Regions from separate parts of the Sus scrofa genome. Here region 1 is linked to region 2. Evidence: chromatin contacts called from public HiChIP or PLAC-seq data. All regions are on one chromosome and are shown on one strand. The core of a region is the stretch at or near the end of the contact, and the rest is flanking DNA. Distances in the headings are between cores, read along the strand shown. Region 1 holds the start of CABYR (calcium binding tyrosine phosphorylation regulated). Region 2 holds the start of NPC1 (NPC intracellular cholesterol transporter 1).

The links. HiChIP or PLAC-seq counts read pairs in DNA pulled down with a chosen protein or histone mark.
Region 1: an H3K27ac HiChIP or PLAC-seq map of alveolar macrophages shows a contact between it and region 2. The contact joins the promoter of CABYR here to the promoter of NPC1 in region 2. A contact is called at or near these places in 2 of 47 Hi-C or Micro-C datasets (blood and heart right ventricle) and 2 of 2 datasets of contacts at active chromatin or transcription factors (alveolar macrophages and skeletal muscle).

What each region holds. Positions count from the first base shown.
Region 1 is chr6:108,967,143-108,973,119 of Sscrofa11.1, forward strand. It overlaps CABYR (calcium binding tyrosine phosphorylation regulated), which reads left to right and starts at 4,198. Exons shown (of 6, transcript NM_001348767.1): 1 at 4,198-4,237. TTC39C (tetratricopeptide repeat protein 39C) reads left to right here. Exons shown (of 14, transcript XM_021096193.1): 14 at 1-1,094.
Region 2 is chr6:108,448,390-108,453,977 of Sscrofa11.1, forward strand. NPC1 (NPC intracellular cholesterol transporter 1) reads right to left here and starts at 2,097. Exons shown (of 26, transcript NM_214322.1): 1 at 1,953-2,097. The coding sequence starts at 2,009.

The sequences.
Region 1 (5,977 bases), core at 2,948-5,447, 520 kb after region 2:
AAAATTTTACATTGCACTAAAGAATATTATCTTGGAGTGTCATTTATTTACATATCCTATTAGCTGAAATATCTCCTGTGATGTCAATACTTTAATATTTCTTTTCAAAACAAAACATGGGAGGAGCAGCTAGATTGTTGGCAGCTTTAATTTATCTGGTCTTGAGGGAATAATTCTTGAAAAGAAACAATTGTTCCTCACTGACCTTGGCTAAACTGTCTCCATGTTTTCTTACTTCTAAAGTGCTTATTAACATTGACTTTCTAATGTGACTCCTGAATAGATTTTAGATACTACCCAAAGAGAAAAGATTGCTATCTTGGCTTCATGAACGAGGAGATCCAGATCCAAGTGGATACCTTCTGAAGAGAAAAATTGGTATCTAAAAATTTTAGACACTGATTTCATCAAAGCTGAAGGGAAGAATGTTATGAACCTGTAAGATATGGTTCTTGCCATATTTTGTGGTCTTCTTGGCAATAGTATGTGTGGCAAACTTCTCAGTTATAATTGTGCATTCAGAATCATGACATTCTTGCTCCAGGGTTCATACTTAAATAGTTCAAAAAACATTTAAATTGAAAATTCATTACTCAGTATTCAAAGATTACAGAAGGCCCTGCACTTTAGAATTTTTTAAAAAAAATGTTTCTGCATTAACTGCTTTAAATAATTTTATTTCTCCAGAAAGATCTCAGGATTTCAGATAGGTTTCTGTTCAGTTCACTGAACACACACCTTTACAACACCTTCCATAGGTCTTCGAGTCAAAGAATAGCTCTGTGTATTCGCTGTCAGGTTTGACATAAGATAGCCTCTGTGGTTTATCTGTGCTCACCTGGTGGGCAGAACACGGATAAGGCATAGATAGTGACGCTGAAGACTCTCAAATAACAAAACCATGGTGTGAGTACACTGTACCATTAGATTAACAGAAATCTGAGTACATTTTTGAGTTGAGTAATTTGTAACAGTTCTGACCTGCGTGCTGTGACTTAGCCAACCTGTGAGCTACTGTGATCTGCCTGGAAATTTAGCTTGGTGTAAATTGCTCTTTACCCTAGCTGATGAAGAAAATAATCATATAAGCAGAACTATTGCATCTTTGTGTGCTTTTTTTTTATGTTGGCATCATTCACTCCTTCCCCTTTTCCTATTTTGGAGGCTGTTTAGTGGATCTTCTAATTTATACATGTCAGATATATTTTTCTATTAGATTTTGCTTATGATGAGATAAATCTCCAATGTATATTTTATGTCCTCAGAACACATAATTTGACACACTTTTAAGGCATGGTCTAGTAATAATGTAATATGTGCCTTTGTGGTATTTAAGATTTTACTTTTATCGAGTTAGGTATCTTTTGGATTTTAGCACATGATAGCTAGGTATTTGAAGAATTATTACTTTCAAATGTCCTAGAAAATTAGAATCTTTATTGTCTCGTATGAAGTCAATTAGAATTTGTACTTTTATATTTCTGCCAACTAAAATTGAAGGGCCACACATACATGATGGTTAAAGTACATATTTAAAATACACACATGTGTGTATACATCTATTCCTTTGCTGTGTATACTTTCCTAGTTGGTTGCTGCTTTAAGCAAATTGTGGTGGCAAGTATTCAAATATGGCTCCTTACCCATGAAGGTGTATGTTTGCACAGTCGTGATGTACTGTTTGGTTTTCCTTCCTTCCTTCTTCCCCTTCTGTTTCTCTTTCTTTCTACCTCTCTTTTTCTTTCTTTCTTTCTTTTTTTTTTTTTTTTTTTTTTTTTTTGGATGCTGTTGGTATATTTTGTAGAAAAAAAACTTTTGAGCTTCAGATCATCCCAAGAAGATACATAGTAGAGGGAGAGGACTTGAAGGTAGGAAGAGGAAACACAGAGAAAAGGACCGCGTTTGGGGCTGTGGGGTGGGGGAGCAAGAGGAGGGAAAGTTGGTCCAGAGAAGATGCGCCCCTTCAGTGGAAGTGAGCAAAAATCACCCAATTAGCTGTCTTATGAAAACTAGCAAGGGGCTGAGCTCTAGCTCCTAGATGACCAGGGTATTTAATAGAAACCACACTTGTATTTTAGATAAACGCTGAATTTCTCATTTCCCCTCCCATAGGCTAGTGGGTCTTAAATTTTCGTTGTACACATTAGCCCTACTCTGAGATTCTGTTTGAATGGGTTCTAGGTAGGGCATAGGAAGACATTTTTAGCAGGCTCCCAGGATAATTCTGAGGCAGGTAGTCTGCATTAGAAAGGCTTTGCCCTTAGGTTATCATCTTTGGGTAAGTATTTAGTAAATCTGAGAGAAGAGCCAAACATACAGTAAAGGTATGCTTGGTTGTAGAGTGCAAATTATGGGGCCACTGAATAAAATGCTTCTAACCCACTGGTTTTCTACAGTAGGAGATTCCTGAGCTGAGTTTTAAAGGAGGAGAAGGATGTCTCAGGCTTTGGACCTGGTGAGCAAAGGCACAGAGGTGACTAACAGCATATATGTTCAGATCTGGTCTCAATAGAGTCAATGGAAACCAAGTGGTAAAATGAGACTAAGTTACACAGAGGTTACACCAAGAATGTTGCATTTCCGTAGATTTAAGGATTTGCAGGGTGAGGGCAAGGAGTAATGTACAAAGTAGATTGACATTTTAGATAGATGCCCAGTGACTGAAAGAGATGGAACACAAGGACCGGAAGATTGTAAAAACCACTTCAAATCATGAGTTGTAGAAATCAAAGCAGCAAATAATGGTTTGAAAAATTTTGTTGTTAAAATGTTTTCAGTATAACAATTTGCATTTCATAGGGACTTGGACAAAACAGTCATTGCAGAAATGTGGAAGGAGTATAAGTTTGCCTTCTAAGTTACAGATAATTCAGCACAGTACCAAACATAATTTGGTGTTCAAGACCCAAGAAGGTTGGTTAGGCGACACAAGCGTACCCGTCTCTCATTCCAAAAGTCACCATCAGTGGGGCCTCTAAGGTTTGTACTTGGGCTTCTTAATATCTGTTTCTCTACACTTTAAGTATAAACCAAACCACCAAAAATCATGACAACCTCATTTCTCTTTTATTTACACTAGCAAAGTGGGGCTGGGAGAAATAAGGACCCCCAAAAATGTACCATCTGCAGCTCTATCACAAAGTCTAAAAGAGCATTTCTACTTTTCAAAGGTAATCTTTATGGGAAAGCGGGCTTGATAAAAAGCACTCAATAATGACGAATTACTATTCTCAGAAGGTGCTGTGTGCCACATACAGATGTAGGCTGGGGCCTTAGCACTGCCACTTACTGCCAAGTGTGCTGGAAGTCTTAATTTTTTCTACAGGAAGAAAAAAACGGCTTTGTCAGTTTTTAGCGGTTGACTTAGACTGATTTTTGTTGCTTTTTAAACATGAGAAAATGGGTTACAATGAAGGCTGCTTGGAATCTCATAATTGTGACTGTGATGTTATTTAATGCCCAACGCAAATAAGAACCTGGATGGGCATAAAAGCAGAGAGGGGATATATTTTAAATGAGTTGGCATTCCTCTATTTTGGCAAAACGGAACTGAAGTTACATCGTCCTCTTGTAACCTGCTGCTGACAGTCTGGTTTAGGGAGGTACTTGTGCCTGGTGTATTGCAAGATTCGGAATTATGGAGAGAAACCTCAGGATCAATGCCAAGTTCTCTTTTGATAGACGAGTTTCTCAAGAGGAAAAGCGCTGTGTTGTATAATATCTTTGTGTCAGTTTTATGTACATCGTGGCAGAAATACTCCTCTAGGGTGACTGGAGAACAACAGATTATTGGAAGAAGAGTAGTGTGAAAAGGAGAGGTGGCAGCAAGATAGAATTACTGTAAACCTATTTCCTTCCAAGCCAGCTCTTACTTTAGATTGAGAGATCCAAAGCAGAGGCGCCGTCTCCTTGACCAACCCTGACTCCTGGCCGTTTGTAAATGCCAGTTTACCACGTCATTTTGTATTCTATTGGAAAAGGGGAAGAACGCCTCCCGGTTCCTCGGAGTTCCGGCCTTTGTCCTTTTCGGCTCACCATTGGCTGAGACCGTTGAGCCCACCCCCACCCCCACCCCTTCCGCTGCTGTCCGGGCCTTCAAGCACGAGGGCGGGACTTTGTGACGTAGGCCTGACGTCTCCAGGGGTATATAAGACCCTGCGGGAGCGCGGACTCCTACAGGAGCCGCCGGCAAGGGGGCTGCGAGGAAGCTCATTAGAGCGTAGCCGGAAAGGAGAAGGTGCGGCGAGTCTGGCTCAAAGGCACCTGCCTTTCTCCCCGCTTCCCAGCGGCAGTTAGGAGTTCGCGGTGTCTCTCGCGGTGGGGTTTGCGGGCGGTTCCTCAAGTGTCGGGACAGCGTAGGGCTCCGGAGTGGAAGGCCTGCGGGCTGAGGAGGGCCCACACCAGCCAGTGAGGCACCAGCAGGCCAGTACCCGTGTGGTGGACTCGGGGTCCGGGCCGGCAGGTCAGCCACCGCCACCGCTGAACTAGGCGACGTGGAATCCGGACGCCCGCTGTCCCACGTCTTACCGCCCTCTCCATTAAGCCACCCAAACGGCAAAACCATCACAGACCCCAGCCTAGGTCTTTAGGGAGTCAGTAGTGGGTACCATTTTCATTTTCTGTGATTCCGAAGCTACCACTCTTGCATCCTCAGCCAAAGGCACCGTTTTCCTGCTCAGGCGTTCCCCCTATGTTATGGGTTAGCGGAAGTTCTCATTTTGATGTGGAGGGTGGAGATTGTAAAATTTGTTTTTGACAAACATTGCTTAAAGGTGAAGTTTGAGGAGAATAAGTAAGGTGTAAGCGTCTGTATTTGTGCCTTTACCCTTTGATTACTTACAATTGGTGTTAGAGTATTTCTCATCTTCTTCAGGACAGTTCTTTGTACGGGACTGCTTTGTAGGATGCTCAGCATCCCTGATCCTAGGGCGCTTAACAGCCCCGAACATTCACAACATCTGGGAAGGGGTGGGAGTGCAGCATATTTAGGATCATTGAGTGGGTGCTCTCCCCAAGATTGGCAGCACCAACTGCTGACTGACTACAGAGAGTGTGTTTTGTTAGCTCCATCATGGTTACTGGTAAGCCACTTTCAAAACATGACCTATCAACTCACACTGGGTGCAAGGATGTAATTTAAAAATATATATGTGTGTGTGTATAAATGTAAATGAAATGTATGTGCATCATCCATTTAATTACCACCTATGTCCCTTAACGTTTAGCATATGGTCCTGCCAGAGCTGCACTACAGGTTTTTTAAAGATGGTTTAATTCAGTAAAGCTCCCATTAAATGATACTCTGATAGTAAGTTTTCATTAGATTGAATAAGATACCCTTAATTATATTCTCAAAGGTTTTGCTTTGGCTAATATTGATCATTTTTTCCCCCTGATCTTTGGGAAGATGAAATATGCTTTTAAATATTCAACATTTTGCTGTGACACATTAGTTACTCTTTCTTAGAGGTTTGTCCCTTGTATAATTGCTGTAACTAAACTGTGCCATTTAGCCCCATGAAACTCATTACTCTCTTTACTACAGAGATATTGTTGAGGACGTGGTTCATTATACCACACTATTCTCCTCTTTATGAAGACCCAGAGGAGAAATTTCTCCTGGGTCTTAGTACCCAGAATATCTGTGATTCTCCCAAGCAACTGATTTGTTTTTTATCTCAAGAAACCTGAATTGGAGCTCTCTTGTGCATCTGGATAAGGATCTGGCATTGTCACTGCAGCAGCTTGGGTTGCTGCTATGGCAGGGGTTCGATCTCCCTGGCCTGGAAACTTCCACATGCCATGAGTGCAGCCACAAAAAAAAAAAAAAAAAAAGAAAGAAAGAAAGAAAGAAACCTGAATCATTTAACCAACTGTTTTCTATTTGATGGCCACTTGGTAACTCAGGAAGCTGATCTGACACTCAATCTCTAGTGTAAGACCTACGGCTCGTATTTGGGATACTAACCTTACCTCT
Region 2 (5,588 bases), core at 847-3,346:
GGTTCACGAACCGGACTAGGATCCATGAGGTTTCAGGCTCAATCCCTGGCCTCACTCAGTGGGTTGGGGATCCAGCGTTGCTGTGAGCTGTGGTGTAGGTTGCGGTTGTGGTTCCGATCCTGCATTGCTGTGGCTGTGGTGTAGGCCGGCAGCTGCAGCTGCGATTGGACCCTTAGCCTGGGAACCTCCATATGCCGAGAATTCGGCCCTAAAAAGCCAAAAAAAAAAAAAAATTAAGGAGGGCAAAAATCCCCCCAAAATATATTTCAGACCTTATGGAGGACAGTTAGTCTGGAATTCTGCAACAGAACTTTATTAGAGCTCACACTGAACCCAGACGAGCTGCTGTCATCAGTGAGAATTCTAAAAGCAGGGAGTCCTACCACCAGCCCTGCTCTCTGTTTGGGTGTACTGAAAGCCTGTGTAGACAAGAGGGAGTTAATCCTAAAATAACAAAAGCATTTCCAGTTCATATTTACAAACCCTCTCAAGGAGTTTTGCAAGAAACTTATGATCAACTTCTGACCTGTCTCAAAAGTCCTAGGAGAAGAGGCCCTCACTGGCCATCAGCCTTGGCCACTACCTTGAGGTAAAAGGATTTCCGAGATAAAAGCTACTTAGCAATGCAAAGCCTGCCTATTAGACCCTGACCTAAAACTCAAGGGAAACTGAATCACTCTATTTTCAAAGCAACTAACTGCTACTATTTCCTGAGTTTTTACTACAGTGATGAGGTCTCTCCACATATCACATTACTAGTCATGTGAGGTATTATTTATCTTCGGAAAACATTAGACTTGAAAGAATAAAGTGTGCAAAGCCCAAGAGCCAGCAGGTGGTCTACCAGCTGACCCCATTCCAAACCACCTGCCTGAAACTTGCTTTCCTCCGCCTCCCATCACATCCAGGCACCAGAAGGGTGAGCCCCCCACCGCAGGCACAGCCAGGAGGCCTCTCCTGGGTCAGCACCACCTGTCTCCTTCTGAGAAGGATGCAGAAGTCCAAGGAGAGGTTTTTCTAGTACAGGAAACCCCTTCGTTTGCTTTCCCCTATGACTCACTAACCCCTCATCACTGACACACCCATGAGTGGGCACCAGGGCAGGGGATTCCAGAGGCTCATTCCTTCATCTGGATCTGGTTTAATCAGCACTACATCCTTAGACATTCCCCCTGACTTCCACAGTTTTAAAAGAGAACACTCTAGACACAAACAGCAGCAAGGGCTGAGGCCCAAGGCTATTAAACCAAAGGAAAGCCGACCCAGGGAGTCAGGACTCGGAGCTCCAGGCCCCATTCTCTCCAGAGCTAGTAATGTGACAAGACGAAATTCAATGGCCACTACACCTGTGAGCCTGTTTCTCAAGACGTAAAGGGAGCGGATAAGAAGTCACTTGCGCTCTTTAGAAGATCACACTGACATACATAAAGTACTTAGGTCTGCTCCAATTTGGTGCCTAAATGGATAGTTTCCTTTACCTCCTCTCCCACCCTCAGCTTTAGGGAAGGAGAAAAAGAAACATAAAGTGGTCAGATCTTCTAAATAAATTTATAAAGAATTCGTGTGCATGTGGCAGAATTAAGAGGAGGAAAAAGGCAGACTAAATAAGAACCCTACCCTCTCTACCCACTTTCCTCCTTCCCTCTGATTCCACATCCTAAACCCATAAATTAGGTGACCACAGGTGGAATGGGTTCAAGACAGGTCAAACAGGCAGCTTTCAGTAGCCATCTTCCAGACCACAGGGAAATGTGCGTGGACAGAAGGCACGGGAGAGGTGGGCGGGGGGCATCTCCAGGAGCTCCACCGCTAGACCAACTTCTTCAGCCGCCCAGCGGCTGGTCCCCTCTGGGACCGGAGGCGTCTAAGCCGCAGCACAGCCCGCCACCCTCCCCGATTCGCGGCCCCACTACATCCCCCAGAGCCCGCCCAGGTCGCGGACATCCGCTCACCTGCACAGGGCAGAGCAGCAGCAGGAGGAGGCCGAAGGCCGGGCCGCGCGCGCTCATGCTGCCGCGACGCCGGGCGGCGGACGTCCGAGGTTCAGCTGGCAGTCCGGTTCAGCGTCCCGAGACGTCTCAGGCTGCCGCGCCGGCTGAGGGAGGGAACAGACACCAGAGCCGGCTGGCTGCGCGCGCAGGTCAGGAAGGAAGGCGTCGTCGGCCCCTCCCACTTCTGGGTGGAGCCACTGCCGGGACGCCCTGGACTCGTCTTGGGCGGGACAGGGGCGGGGCTAAGCGGGACCCGACCTCGTGAGGCCACGGCACCCTCCCAAGTGCCGGCTCTGCGCTTCTCCGCCCTGCTGCGCCTGGGGGCACGTCAAGGGGTTGGGGACGCCCCGACTTGAGCCGCTGAACCTTTGGAATCCGGCCTGAAAAGGATATTTCTGAGTTGTCCCATCGATGTGTGGGTTTGATGCTTCAACTCATTTCTCCCCTTTTTGTCTTTCCTGGATTGGAGACTGTGGACGAGAAGGTTTTAGTAAATGGGAATGCTTGGGGACCGTTTTCTCAATGGAGACCCCACTTCTCAGAGGAATATGTGTTTACTTCGTCCCCAGTTAGCACCCGGAGCAAGCTTTTCTTCCAAACCCAGTCACCCAAAAGGAAACCCGTGTCTGGACACTTCTAGCAAAGCTGGGGGCGGTGCCACGTAGTGGCCTGACAGTGTTGTGATCTGACAGTTCGATGGGCGGAGCGTGGCAGTGGGCGATGCCTCTGAGCTACCCAATCTCTGTTTTCTATCTGCTCAGCCCATTTTGTAAAAGCGCTAGAACTGCACCATCTGCTGGGGGAACCGAGCGTGACAGAGAACCGGCGGCCGGAACAAGAGCCCCCTCCACCCCCAAATCACCCCTGGTGGGTGGGACTAGAGTCCTTTAGGTTCTAGGTGAACTATCACGAAAGTAAAAAAAAAGAAGCATCTTGGGTTTTGAGTCTTACACTTGGTTGAGATAATCTTTTTTGGTTTTAATACCTATTATTATTATATTCATTTCTGGTAACATTTCTCCTCAGGTTTCAATTATTAAGAGCACTCAAAAGCATAAGTCATTTCGATTTTGTAGTTAAGGAAATGGAGGAAAGAATTTCTTCTTCCCACAGTAGAAGCCAATTTACAATGAAAAGGTTGACTATCCATCTGTAGCAATGATCAACTCCAATTGAGTTAGGACCACGATACAGCTGATGTTCTCATTCCTACTCTACAAAGTGGCTGATTCAGTCACTGACTTGCCTCCCGACCGCCTCTGCCTGCTCTGAAAAGTCCACGTAACTGGCTGGGTATTGAAACTATAGGAATCTCCTCTGGACCATCAGCCCTAGATCTTCCATGATGACCTCCTAGCCTCATGCACTGCTTGCTCTCAGGCTCTTAGTGCTCGCCCTGATGATCAAGTATCAGGCTTCCTGCAGAGGTACTGAAAATATTGTTACTGAGGAGTTCCCTTGTGACTCAGCAGGTTAAGGATCCGGCATTGTCACTGCATGGGCTAGGGTCCCTTCTGTGGCATGGTTTCCATTCCTGGCCCCAGGGGCCGCCAAAAAAAAATGCTATTACTGAACCATTGGCAGCAGCACCACCTGGGGATCTGTTAGAAATTCAAGTTATGGGCTCCACCCTGGATGCTCTGAATCAGAAACTCTAGGAAGTGAAGCCAGTTCTTTGTGGTTTAACCAGCCCTCCTGAGTGAAGGAAACTTCAAAGCACCGTATGAGATATTTCTGGGATGGGCAGAAATTTTGATACTGGACAAATTATGTCCACTATTCTCCAAAATAATAACAAAAAGATTTTTTAGACATATTTTTTTTTCTGCTTTTGTTTTTTGTACAGCTTCAACAGTACCCAAAAGCCTAGCATATATTTGAAAAATAAATGATCATATATTTAAAAGATTTTTTTGTTGTTGATAAAGTAATCCATGCTTACAAATTACTTTGAATAGTAATAGAAACTTTGAAAAATACACAAAAGTTTACAATTTACAAGAAAATATCATTTATGATCCTCCATTATGGATAATCATAGTGGTGCATTTTCTCCCTCTCTGAAAATTGTTTTAAGGTGTGTAAAGGAAAAAAAGTTGCTCATAATCTACTTCTACAAGGATTAAGCCATTAGCCACTGCAGTTGCTACTGTACGAACCCTGAGGGGAATTCAGGATGGAAAAAAAGACAAAGCTTTCTGTGCATAAGATATACTGGCCACTAGGTAGTTAAGATGCATATCTAAGGAAAATTTCCAAAGACTCCAGATTCTTTCATCTTCCCAAACTTAGAAAAGTAATGCAATCATTAACTTGAGATGCCTGTTCTTTGTGATTAGTGGTAATCTTTTTATGCCTGACAACATATTTTTACCTATTGAAAAAATTTCATATACACCCTGGCTCTTCCATCATTTCTTCAGAAGATTTCCTCATATCTCTCAGAGGCTGCCTCTTGGACTATGGTCCTCAGTGAGTTCCCCAAATAAAACTTGTTTTTACATTGTGCATTTGTATTTCATCTGACATGTTGTTCAGATTCTAAGAGACTTTTAAAGTAATGCTCTATTCCACTTTCACTGTAAACACCATTCAGCAATGATTGCATAAAAATAAAGGACAAAAAACGAAAGGGTCTATGAAATTATGAGATGATGCATCTTTATAAATTTGCAGAAACAGCCTCCAGAAAACTTCTATGCATTTGAAAACACGTATGTGAATATAATTTATGGGCTTTTTAAACAAGAGGGAACATATGGTGGTATACGGTTTGCAGCTTGCTTTTTTACATTTAGCAATATGCTTTTCCACCTCCCTATCTTTACAAGCTTTATGGGATTCCATTGTGAGTAATTGACATTTCTTTCTTTGTTTTTTGCTTTTTAGGGCCGAAATAGTGGCATGTGGAGGTTTCCAGGCTAGGGGTCAAATCTGAGCTACAGCTGCCAGCCTACACCACAGCCACAGCCAAGTGGGATCTGACCTGAGTCTGTGACCTACACCACCTCTCAAGGCAACGCCAGAAACTTAACCCACTGAGTGAGGCCAGGGATCGAACCTGCAACCTCATGGTTCCTAGTGGAATTCGTTTCCACTGCACCACGATGGGAACTCCTATATGACATCTCTGAAGCCAGCAATGTAGGCTTAGTCTCAGAGCAGTGCCCAAGTTAGTGAAGTAGAGTTCCTCAACCAAAAAGTATTTCAAAATAACTCCAGCCTCAAATGCATTTCTACATGTGAAGGGGTTGTCTATCTCCAGTAACATTACATACATTCACCTTTCATTTTCTTATACTTCCTCAATGCCTGAGCTGGTCTGGATTCCACAAAGCTTTGCATCTTTCTGTGCCCTCTGCTTTCTTCCAGATACTGCATGAGAAAATTCTAAAAGCTATTGAACATTTTCCTTAGGGAGAGAGATGAGAACATGGACCCAAAACAATTTTTTTTTAACCTAGCAAATGGAAGGAGAAGGCTAGAAATAATCTGTTAATAGTTTTCAATCCATTGCATATTTTATTTAATCAGTCTCCTGTTGGATGCTTGGTTTGTTACTTTTGTTACCGGAAACAATGTAATGGACATTCCTGC